Regions from separate parts of the Canis lupus genome. Here regions 1 and 2 are each linked to region 3. The links are chromatin contacts, called in public Hi-C maps. All regions are on one chromosome and are shown on one strand. The core of a region is the stretch at or near the end of the contact, and the rest is flanking DNA. Distances in the headings are between cores, read along the strand shown. Region 1 holds the start of FBXL12 (F-box/LRR-repeat protein 12). Region 2 holds the start of ZNF317 (zinc finger protein 317). Region 3 holds the start of ZNF699 (zinc finger protein 699).

What was found. A called contact is a pair of places that touch in the nucleus more often than the background predicts.
Region 1: a contact with region 3 is called in a Hi-C map of blood, with 2.4 times the contacts expected there. The contact joins the promoter of FBXL12 here to the promoter of ZNF699 in region 3. A contact is called at or near these places in 2 of 9 Hi-C or Micro-C datasets (both in blood).
Region 2: a Hi-C map of blood shows a contact between it and region 3, with 3 times the contacts expected there. The contact joins the promoter of ZNF317 here to the promoter of ZNF699 in region 3. A contact is called at or near these places in 3 of 9 Hi-C or Micro-C datasets (amygdala and blood).

Annotation. Positions count from the first base shown.
Region 1 is chr20:51,576,994-51,580,076 of UU_Cfam_GSD_1.0, forward strand. It overlaps FBXL12 (F-box/LRR-repeat protein 12), which reads left to right and starts at 1,296. Exons shown (of 3, transcript XM_038567376.1): 1 at 1,296-1,637; 2 at 1,748-1,820. The coding sequence starts at 1,552.
Region 2 is chr20:51,918,286-51,921,563 of UU_Cfam_GSD_1.0, forward strand. ZNF317 (zinc finger protein 317) reads right to left here and starts at 1,259. Exons shown (of 7, transcript XM_038567387.1): 1 at 1,059-1,259.
Region 3 is chr20:51,754,993-51,758,163 of UU_Cfam_GSD_1.0, forward strand. It overlaps ZNF699 (zinc finger protein 699), which reads left to right and starts at 1,565. Exons shown (of 5, transcript XM_038567386.1): 1 at 1,565-2,104.

The DNA.
Region 1 (3,083 bases), core at 46-2,545, 180 kb before region 3:
TAATTTTTAAATGAACTACTAATTTAGTGAATGATGGTGGTACCTTGCTGGCTCAGTCTGCAGCATGGGACCCTTGATCTTGGGGTTGTGGGTTCCAGCCCCATCTTGGGCATAGAAAATACTTGAAAATAAAATCTTAAAAATAGTGATATGGGCATGTAGCTGTCAGTGGGTAGAATATGTGACTCTTGATCTCCAACTTGTAAGTTCAAGACCCAGGTTGGGTATAGAGATTACTTAAAAATAAAATCTTTTTTTAAATGATTTATTTATTTATTCATAGAGACAGAGTGAGAGAGAGGCAGAGACACAGGCAGAGGGAGAAGCAGGCTCCATGCAGGGAGCCCGACATAAGACTCGATCCCTGGACTCCAGGATCACGCCCTGGGCGAAAGGCAGACGCCAAACCGCTGAGCCACGCAGGGATCCCCATTGCTCATTTAAAAAAAAAATATTTTATTTTGGGCAGCCCGGGTGGCTCAGCGGTTTAGCGCCTGCCTTGCGCTCAGGGTGTGGTCCTGCAGTTCCGGGATCGAGTCCCACATTGGGCTCCCTGCATGGAGCCTGCTTCTCCCTCTGCCTGTGTCTTTGCCTCTCTCTCTTTCTGTGTCTCCCATGAATAAATAAATAAAATATATTTTTTAAATGAGCAATATATATTTGGTGGGAGTGTCAGTTCAGCCTCTGTGGAGAACAATTTGGGACTATCAATCTAAATGAAAAATTGAACACACCCTTTGTTAAACTATTTCTGTTCTACAAATTTATTCTTGTTCATAGGCATCAAAAAGCATTAGTAAATAAAAAAGGGCCTCGCTCCCCCTTAGGACAACCCCGGGTTGTTCCCCGCCCCCCACCCTGCACCTCCGCTGTCAGGGCGCCTTCCCAGCTGGGTCCTGGGGGCTGTAGCCCCGCCCCCGGCCCCTCGTCACCGCCCTTGGCCCCGCCCCTGGGCCTCCCGTCACCACCCCAGCCACTTATCTCGGCTCTATCTCCATCCTTAGCCCCGCCGGAGCCTCCGCCCCGCCCCTAGCCCCGCCCCCAGCCTTGTCCCAGCCCTTAATCCCGCTCCAGGGCCTCGTCCTCGACCCAAACACGCCCCGGGTCTCCCGTCACCTCCCCAGGCTCGCCCCGGGGCCCCTAGTCACCGCCCCAGCCGCGCCTTCCAGGTTTGGTCCGAGCCCTAGCCCCGCCCCCAGCCTCGTCACCGCCCCTGGCCCCGCCTCCGGAACGCCCCGAGCTTCGGCTAGCCCCGCCCCCTGCCTCGTCACCGCCCCTGGCCCCGCCTCCGGGCCGCGCCGGAGCTTCAGCCACGCCTTCCGGGCTCGGGCCTGGTTCCCAGCCCCATCCTCCGCGCTCCGTCCGGGTCGCGGCGGCTCTGTCGCTGGGACCGGACCATGTTCCCGCAGGAGGAAAGCTGAAAGTCCGTCCGCTGCCGGAGGCGGCGGCCACCGCTCTGCTGGCACCCCCGCCCTCCGCCGCCCGCTGGCCTCCCCGGGACGAGATCCCGAAGCCCCTCAGCCGCCAGCGGAAGTGGGTGTCGGCCGGATCATGGCGACTTTGGCCGACCTGCCGGACTCAGTCCTGTTGGAGATCTTCTCCTACCTCCCGGTCCGGGACCGGATCCGCATCTCCAGGTGCCGGCCCGCACCCCGCGCGGGGAGGTGGCGGGAAGGCCGGGGCCGGGGCCGGGGCCGGGGCCGGGGCCGGGGCCGGGGTTGTTCTAACGGCGGGTCCCCTCCCCCAGGGTTTGTCACCGCTGGAAGAGGCTGGTGGACGACCGGTGGCTCTGGCGACATGTCGACCTGACGCTGTACACGGTACGCGGGGCCGACCGGGCGGGCGTGGGCCGCGGTGGGGCGTCTGGCCCTCGAACCCCGGATTTGGAGCTTGGCAGCCCGGGGCGCGTCGGGCAACGTCGCTTGCCTGCTCCTCAGCCTGTTTCCCCATCGCCCAACCGGGGATAAGCGAGATCGTGCAGGGAGAGAGCTTAGAGCCGCGTCTGGCACACAGTGAGCATATGACAAAAGTTAGTTGCTTACATCGTGTATTAATGAGTTTTCCTGGAGAAATCATTTTCCAGATTCAACTTAATTTCCAGAATTTATTTCCTGAGTAGCGCAACCAAACCTTTTTACACTTTTCCCCATTTGCATCGTATTTATTTTTCCTGTTTTATTTAGCATGAACTATTTCAAATATATTATAGAAACGTGTAGAGGATTATATCTGAAACCAACTAGGCATTCATCACCCAGATTCTTTTTTTTTTTTTTTTTTTTTAAGATTTTATGTATTGGGCACCTGGCTGGCTCAGTGGTTGAGCATCTGCCTTCAGCTCGGGTCGTGGTCCCAGGATCCTGGGATCAAGTCCTGCATTGGGCTCCCCTCGGGGAGCCTGTGAGAGCCTGGATCCCAGGACCCCAGGATCAACAACCTGAGCTGAAGGCAGACGCTCAACCACTGAGCCACCCAGGTGTCCCATCATCACCTAGACTTCTCTCTCTCTCTTTTTTTTTTTTTTTAAGATTTTTAATTTATTTATTCATGAGAGACAAAGAGAGAGAGAGAGGGAGAGAGAGGCAGAGACACAGAGGGAGAAGGAGGCTCCATGCAGGGAGCCTGATGTGGGACTCGATCCCACGACTCCAGGATCACGCCTTGGGCTGAAGGCGGCGCTAAACCGCTGAGCCATCCGGGCTGCCCAGATTTTTTTTTTTTTTTTTAAGAATTTATTTATTTATTCATGAGGGGGAGAGAGAGAGAGAGAGAGAGAGAGAGAGAGAAAGAAAAGAAAGAAAGAAAATAAAAGAAAGAAAGAAAGAAGAAAAAGAAAGGAGAAAGAAAGAAAAGAAAAGAAAAGAAAAAGAAAAGAAAAGAAAAGAAAAGAAAAGAAAAGAAAAGAAATAAAAGAAGAAAAGAAAAGAAAAAAGACACAGGCAGAGGGAGAAACAGGCTCCATGCAGGGTCGCGGGACTCGGTCCTGGGTCCCCAGGATCACGTCCGGGCCAAGGCGGTGCTAAACCGCTGAGCCAACCAGGCTGCCCTACCCAGATTTAACCCACTTTGATCTTTGGTCATTT
Region 2 (3,278 bases), core at 9-2,508, 160 kb after region 3:
CTCTCTGTGTCATAAATAGACAAAATCTTTAAAAATGAGTAAATAAATTTAAAAATATACTTGCATTGATAGGAAAAAAAGAATGTCCCTGAAAGTATTTAAGAGCGTTAAGTCCATTTACAAATAATTACCGAAATTAGGAAATGAATTTTTGGAAAAACATTAAGTAGTAGTAAAATCCAAAGGAAATCATTAAGAGGAGGATGCAGGAAAGAGCACACAGGTTCCAGAGATTTCATAATCTCTTTCTGTTTATAGATTTACTTTACTGCTGTCTTTTAAGAGTGTGTTTGCTTTTTTTTTGCAGAGAATGTGCGTGTTTTTATACCTTTTTTTGCACATGTTTTATATTCCAATTAAAAGATACTTGAACGAATAAAAAAACTAAAAAAAAAAAGTACTTGAAAGTTAAAGGATAATTAGCAAGCGAAATAAGGTGGTGAAAAACCAAATGCAAAATATTAGCGATCACACTAAATATTAATGGGCTAACTCTCAAGGTTAAATGAACAGAATGTTGAAGTGAACGTTTTTTTTTGTTTTGAAGTGAACTTTTAAATTTGGTTGTAGGCTGTTTACACGAGTCAACTCAACCAACAGATCAGCGCGGCCAGAAGTTTACATGTAGAATGTTAACACTCAATGCAAATAAATGTCAACGGAAAGCCCAGTGTGCCTCTACCCGTGGTGGAGAAAATGGACCGCAGAGCCAAAGGAAGGTATCATTCCTCCCGGTTTCCCGTTCCAGACTCCACCAAAAAGTCCTGAATGCGCTGCGGCTGGGCTTTTCCCTCCCACCCCAAGGAGTCCTTTTTTTTTTTTTTTTTTTATTAAATAATAAATCAGCTCACCAGTGCCTTTACCTCGTCCTGAACACATCAGTCCTAAATTTCAGTCCTCGCGTACCCACGTCTCATACCGCCACCCTCCCCTGGCTGCCCGGCTTTCCGGTCCCAGGTCCCCGGTCCCCGGCCCCGTTCACTCCTCCCGGTCGATGGGCCTTTCGAGTCCTGGGGAAGACCGAGGGTAAAGGGTTAAGTGAGGAAAGCGGAGCTTACAAGGCTGAGGGTAGAATCAGGTGCAGTGGAGGTCACGGAAGCTGCCGCCGAGGGGACGCCGAGTTCATACAGCAGGTCCGGTCTGTGGCGGGGAAGCGGAGGATCCCCAACAGCCCTGAGGAAGCCGTGGCGGACCCCTCCCCTGCCCATGTGTAGAGCCGCACTCGCCTCCCGAGAGCAATGGCTTCCGCTTCACTTCCGCCTTCTAAATCTCGCGGGACTTCTTAGGCGGCCTCTAACTCGGAAGCGTGGGGAGGAAGGGATTCTGGGAAATGTAGTTCTCGAGTTTACACCGTCCTGGCCGCCGTTCCTAGGTGGAGCCTGACGATCCACGTTTCCCCACTTTCAGTTGATCCAGTATCCCAGGTCTCAGTTCTCCGATTTCGTCTTGTAATCATTCTCTCCGTGGTATCAGCGAATCTCACCGTTTTAAGTACTGTCTATGCACTCAAGGTTCAAATTTACACCCACAGTCCCACATCTCTACCCTGGATTCTAGATGGTATGAGACTTGCTCTCTCCACTTGGCTGTCTTTAGACACTTTAAAATGCCACAAATCGGACAGCCTGAGTGGCTCAGCGGTTTAGCGCTGCCTTCAGCCCAGGGCGTGATCCTGGAGAACCGGGATGCAGTCCCGCGTCCGCTCCCTGCATGGAGCCTGCTTCTCCCTCTACCTGTGTCTCTGCCTCTCTCTATGTCTCTCATGAATAAATAAATAAAATCTTTAAAAAAAAATGTTTTAAGAAAAATAATATGTTACAAATCCGGGCACCTGGGTGGCTCAGTGGTGGAGCGTCTGCCTTGACTCAGCTTGTGATCCCAGCGCCCTGGGATGGAGTCCCACATTGGGCTCCCCATGGGGAGCCTGCTTCTCCCTCTGCCTGTGCCTCTATCTCTCTGTGTGTCTCTCATGAATAAGTAAAATCTTAAAAATAAATAAAATGTCACAAAGTCCTGACTTCACCCTCTCAACCTCAAGTAACTGCAACCCCATCTTTCCATCTGTCCGTTATAAACCTCGACAACATCCTCAATCTTTTGGTTTGTCTCATCTGTCTACCAGGGAATGTTCAGTTTTTTCTTGACCAACCACCTAGAGCCTGATCACTTTGCCAAAAAAAGAGAGGTCGTGGCAGGGCTTGGGAAAGTGGTCCTCTTTTACAATACCTGAGCCAGAAGGTTAGGAAGCCCAGCTTCAAAACAAACCCCCCCCCCCCCCCAAAAAAAAGGCAGCCCCGGTGGCGCAGCGGTTTGGCCGCCTACTGCCTGGGGTGTGATCCTGGAGACCTGGGATCAAGTCCCATATCGGGCTTCCTGCATGGAGCCTGCTTCTCCCTCTGCCTGTGTCTTTGCCTCTCTCTCTCTGTGTCTATGAATAAATAAATAAAATATTTAAAATAAATAAATAAAACTCAAAAAAAAAAAAAAAAAAAGGAAGCCCAGCTTCGAAGTGAGAGCAAAAAATAAAATATCTGAGTAGGGGAGCACAGAGGAGTGCAAAGGGCAGTCCACACCCTCTTAGCACAAATTCTTTTTTTTAAATAATAAATTTCTTTTTTATTGGTGTTCAATTTGCGAACATATAGAATAACACCCAGTGCTCATCCCGTTAAGTGCCCACCTCAGTGCCCACCACCCAGTCACTCCCACACCCTGCCCTCCTCCCCTTCCACTACCCCTAGTTCGTTTCCCAGAGTTAGGAGTCTTTATGTTCTGTCTCCCTTTCTGATATTTCCTACCCATTTCTTCTCCCTTCCCCTCTATTCCCTTTCACTATTATTTATATTCCCCAAATGAATGAAACCATATAATGTTTGTCCTTCTCTGATTGACTTATTTCACTCAGCATAATACCCTCCAGACAAATACCCACCATTTGCTTCAACGTGGATGGAACTGGAGGGTATTAGCACAAATTCTAATTCCAACTCCAAGCCAGACAACTTCAGTATATTGCCTATAGCATGTCCCTTTTATATACATGAGCTGCCTCCTAAATTGCTGTGAGACTCAAAAGAGTAAAGTAAGTAATTAAGTAATTCTGATTACTCTTTACAGGAACAAGATGGGGACAGAACCACCCCACTGCAGAGAGGTGAGCAGAAAATAGAAAGACCTGGAGCAGTGGGTGCTTGGGATCAAGACTGGGGAAACTCTAGAGAGGGGTGGGTCATATCTTAAAGATCTGGAATCAGCAAAGAGGAGGAAAATAGGAAAAA
Region 3 (3,171 bases), core at 315-2,814:
TAAGAGAGAGTACATCACGTGGGCAGTGGGTGAGGATGCCTTTCTCATCTGTGAGACTTTTATTGAATAGAACATATTAGCCAAATTCACAATTTCAGCTCAAACATCATCCAATAAGGCAGTGGTATGTGGTATGGGTGCTGTGGTGAAGGGAATAATCACATTTAACTATAGTCTATGGTCAGCCTTATTTATGCTTAGTGGCTTTAATCACAGGGTGCACCAGGAACTAAAGATGAAATGGCAGGAATCAGTGTTGCTTTTTTCACTAAGTCAGTGCCTTTCCTCAGCCAGTAGATACTGTGGCATATTGACCACCTCCACTAGTAACAGAAGGTTAACTTGTTCTCAGCAACTGGCGCCCACCAATGGCACAAGATTTCAGCTTATTTCACAAGGTCGGCTCAGAAGGTCCCATTCCAATAATGGGAAAAGGGACTGTCTGGAAAGAACAACCAGGACAGTATCATCTTATAGCAAAAGTGGGCCCATTTTATTGGTTAAGCTGGTAATTTCCCTTTTCATTAATCCTCCTCCCAAGGTATTCACTTCCTGGGGTCGGAGAGAGAGACTGCTTTCTTGAGTTAGGCCCTTTATGGTATAGACAATGTATATTTCCTCCTCCAAGAAAGAGTCAGCTCTTCCTTTTTTTGCCTTCCCCCTTTGTCTTTTTGTCTTTTACCACTTTTTGGAAGGTCACTGGCCAAGGGGAGGATAAGACATCTCTGTTGTTACAGTGATGACACAGCCCATTTTTTCCAGAATCCTGCACTCTGTCGTGGCTCATCACCTGCAGGAGTTTGGGCTCTTTCCTCCTCTTGAGGGGGGGCATCCTGGTGAGAAGCTGTGGTAAACAGGACTCCACACCTATCTCATGGTTTAGAACATTCCTTCATTAAAGTAGCCACCTTCTTTGGACTCCTGGGGAGGGCAGGGTTGTAAACTCCTTTGACTTCAGTTACTGTAAGTATTGTTTTAGCTGACTGGGCCCAAGAATTGGGGGTCTTGATGCTCCTCTGAGGAGGAGCTGGAATGCCATTGTTTTTTGTTGTTGTTAAGAATTTATTTATTTATTCATGACAGACACACGGAGAGAGGCAGAGACCCAGGCAGAGGGAGAAGCAGGCTCCACGCAGGGAGCCCGACGTGGGACTCGATCCTCAGCCTCCAGGATCACGACCTGAGCCAAGGGCAGATGCTCAGCCCCAGAGCCACCCAGGTGCCCTCCCCAACAATTTTCAACCAAGCCCCGCCCCTCGGAGTGGTCCCACCCTAAACCACGCCCCCAGGCGGTGTCTCGCCCCAGCTCCGCCCCACAGGCCTAGACAACCAAAACCCCGCCAACCACCTGAGGCCCCTCTGAGCCCCGTCCAACACCAAGTCCTGCGCGGTTCCGGCCCCAGGGCCCAACCGCGACTCACGGCAGCACGAACTAGCATTGCTCTTCCACCGGCGGCTGGAAGCCCCCACCTGCCGTCTCACCACACCCCCTGATCCCTAGGCCCCGCCCTTTACGTTGTGCGCGGCTCAGAAACCGGAAGTAGAAGTGTGCTCCTGCGCCTGCGCGAGCTGACGGCCATAGCGCCTCGGTCCCCCACTCGCCGCTGGGGCAGATTTTCTGCCTCAGTCGGCGTCCTTCCCGGCTCAGACCCTCTAGCCCCGGGTCTGGCGTGCGGGAGGGGGATAGGTCGTCATTCGGAGGACGGCCGCTCGGGCCGTGCCTCCCGCCCCCGCCGGAACCCAGCGCGGGGGGCCTCCCGCGGCCGCGGCTCGGCCCAAACTCCCCGAATCAGGAGCTCTGGGCTGCGTGCAGCAGCCGGGGTGAGTCGGCTGCCGGCTAGAGTTAGACACCCACCCTCCTATGTACTGGGCCTTCCAAAGCATCCCAGGCCGCCTTTTCAGAAAGTAAAGCATCCCCGCCATTCCGTGGCCGGGCAGGCGCCTCCACCTCGTCCGTCCGCTGGTCAGGGGATTTCGGTGTGTTGGGTGAGCACCGGGTGACGTTGGCCTCAGCTCGGTTCCCGGCTCCCCTCCTGGTGCAGGAGATACTTCATCATTGAATTTTACCCTGCCTGTGGGCAACAGTTTGATACATTATATTCAGGTACAGAAACGCGAACTGATTACTTAATATCTCTGTAACCCCCTTCTCCCTCCAATGCGGCTGTAAATTTTAACCATTTATCTGTAGATTGTTTTGAATTTCACACCGAGAGTGAGATCATGGGCCGTTTTCAGCGTTTTCTCTTAAATTCCCGTACCTTGCGTTCTTAATTTCTTGAGTGTGTTTGCTAGGACCTACATTTAAGTGGACAGACAGTACTAAATGAGAGCATATAATTTGCATCCTTGCCTTGTTCCTGATCCCAGGGGGGAATTATTCTATCATTTCAGGATTTACTTATTTTTTATGATTTTTATTTATTTACTCATGAGAGACAGAGAGAGAGAAGCAGGCACCCTGCGGGGAGCCCGATGCAGGATTGGATCCCAGGACTCCGGGATCATGACCTGACCCAAAGGTAGACTCTCAGCCACTGCGCCACCCAGGCGCCCCTATCATTTCAGAATTTAAATAGGATGTTTGTGGGGCACCTGGATAGTTCAGTTGGTTTAGGGTCTGATTTATTTATTTATTTTTTTAGAGAGGGAGAGAGAATCTTAAGCAGACTCCTCACTCATCATCAGGGGGAGTCCTGCTTCTATTACAACTGGATTTCACAACCCTGAGATCAAGACCTGAACCAAAATCAAGAGTCTGGCTCTTAATGGACTGAGCCGACCAGGTGACCCCAGCCTCAGACTCTTGGTCTCAGTTCAGGTCTTGATCTCAGAGTCGTGATTTCAAGCTCCCCTAGGCTCCATACTGGCCTCTTTAAAAATATATATAAATATAAATATAAACATATATTTGCTGTAGGGTCATAGATACTAATTATTTTTTTCCAAATTAGAGCTGTTCTCTAATCCTAGTGTGTTAAATGGCCATCAATGGATATTGATATAGATTGGTCGCTTTTTTTTATTTTTAAGATTTTATTTATTTATTCATGAGAGACAAAGAGAGAGAGAGAGGCAGAGACACAGGCAGAGGGAGAAGCAGGCTCCATGCAGGAAGCCTGATGTGGGACTCGATCCCAGGATCCTGGGATCATGTCCTGAGCGGAAGGC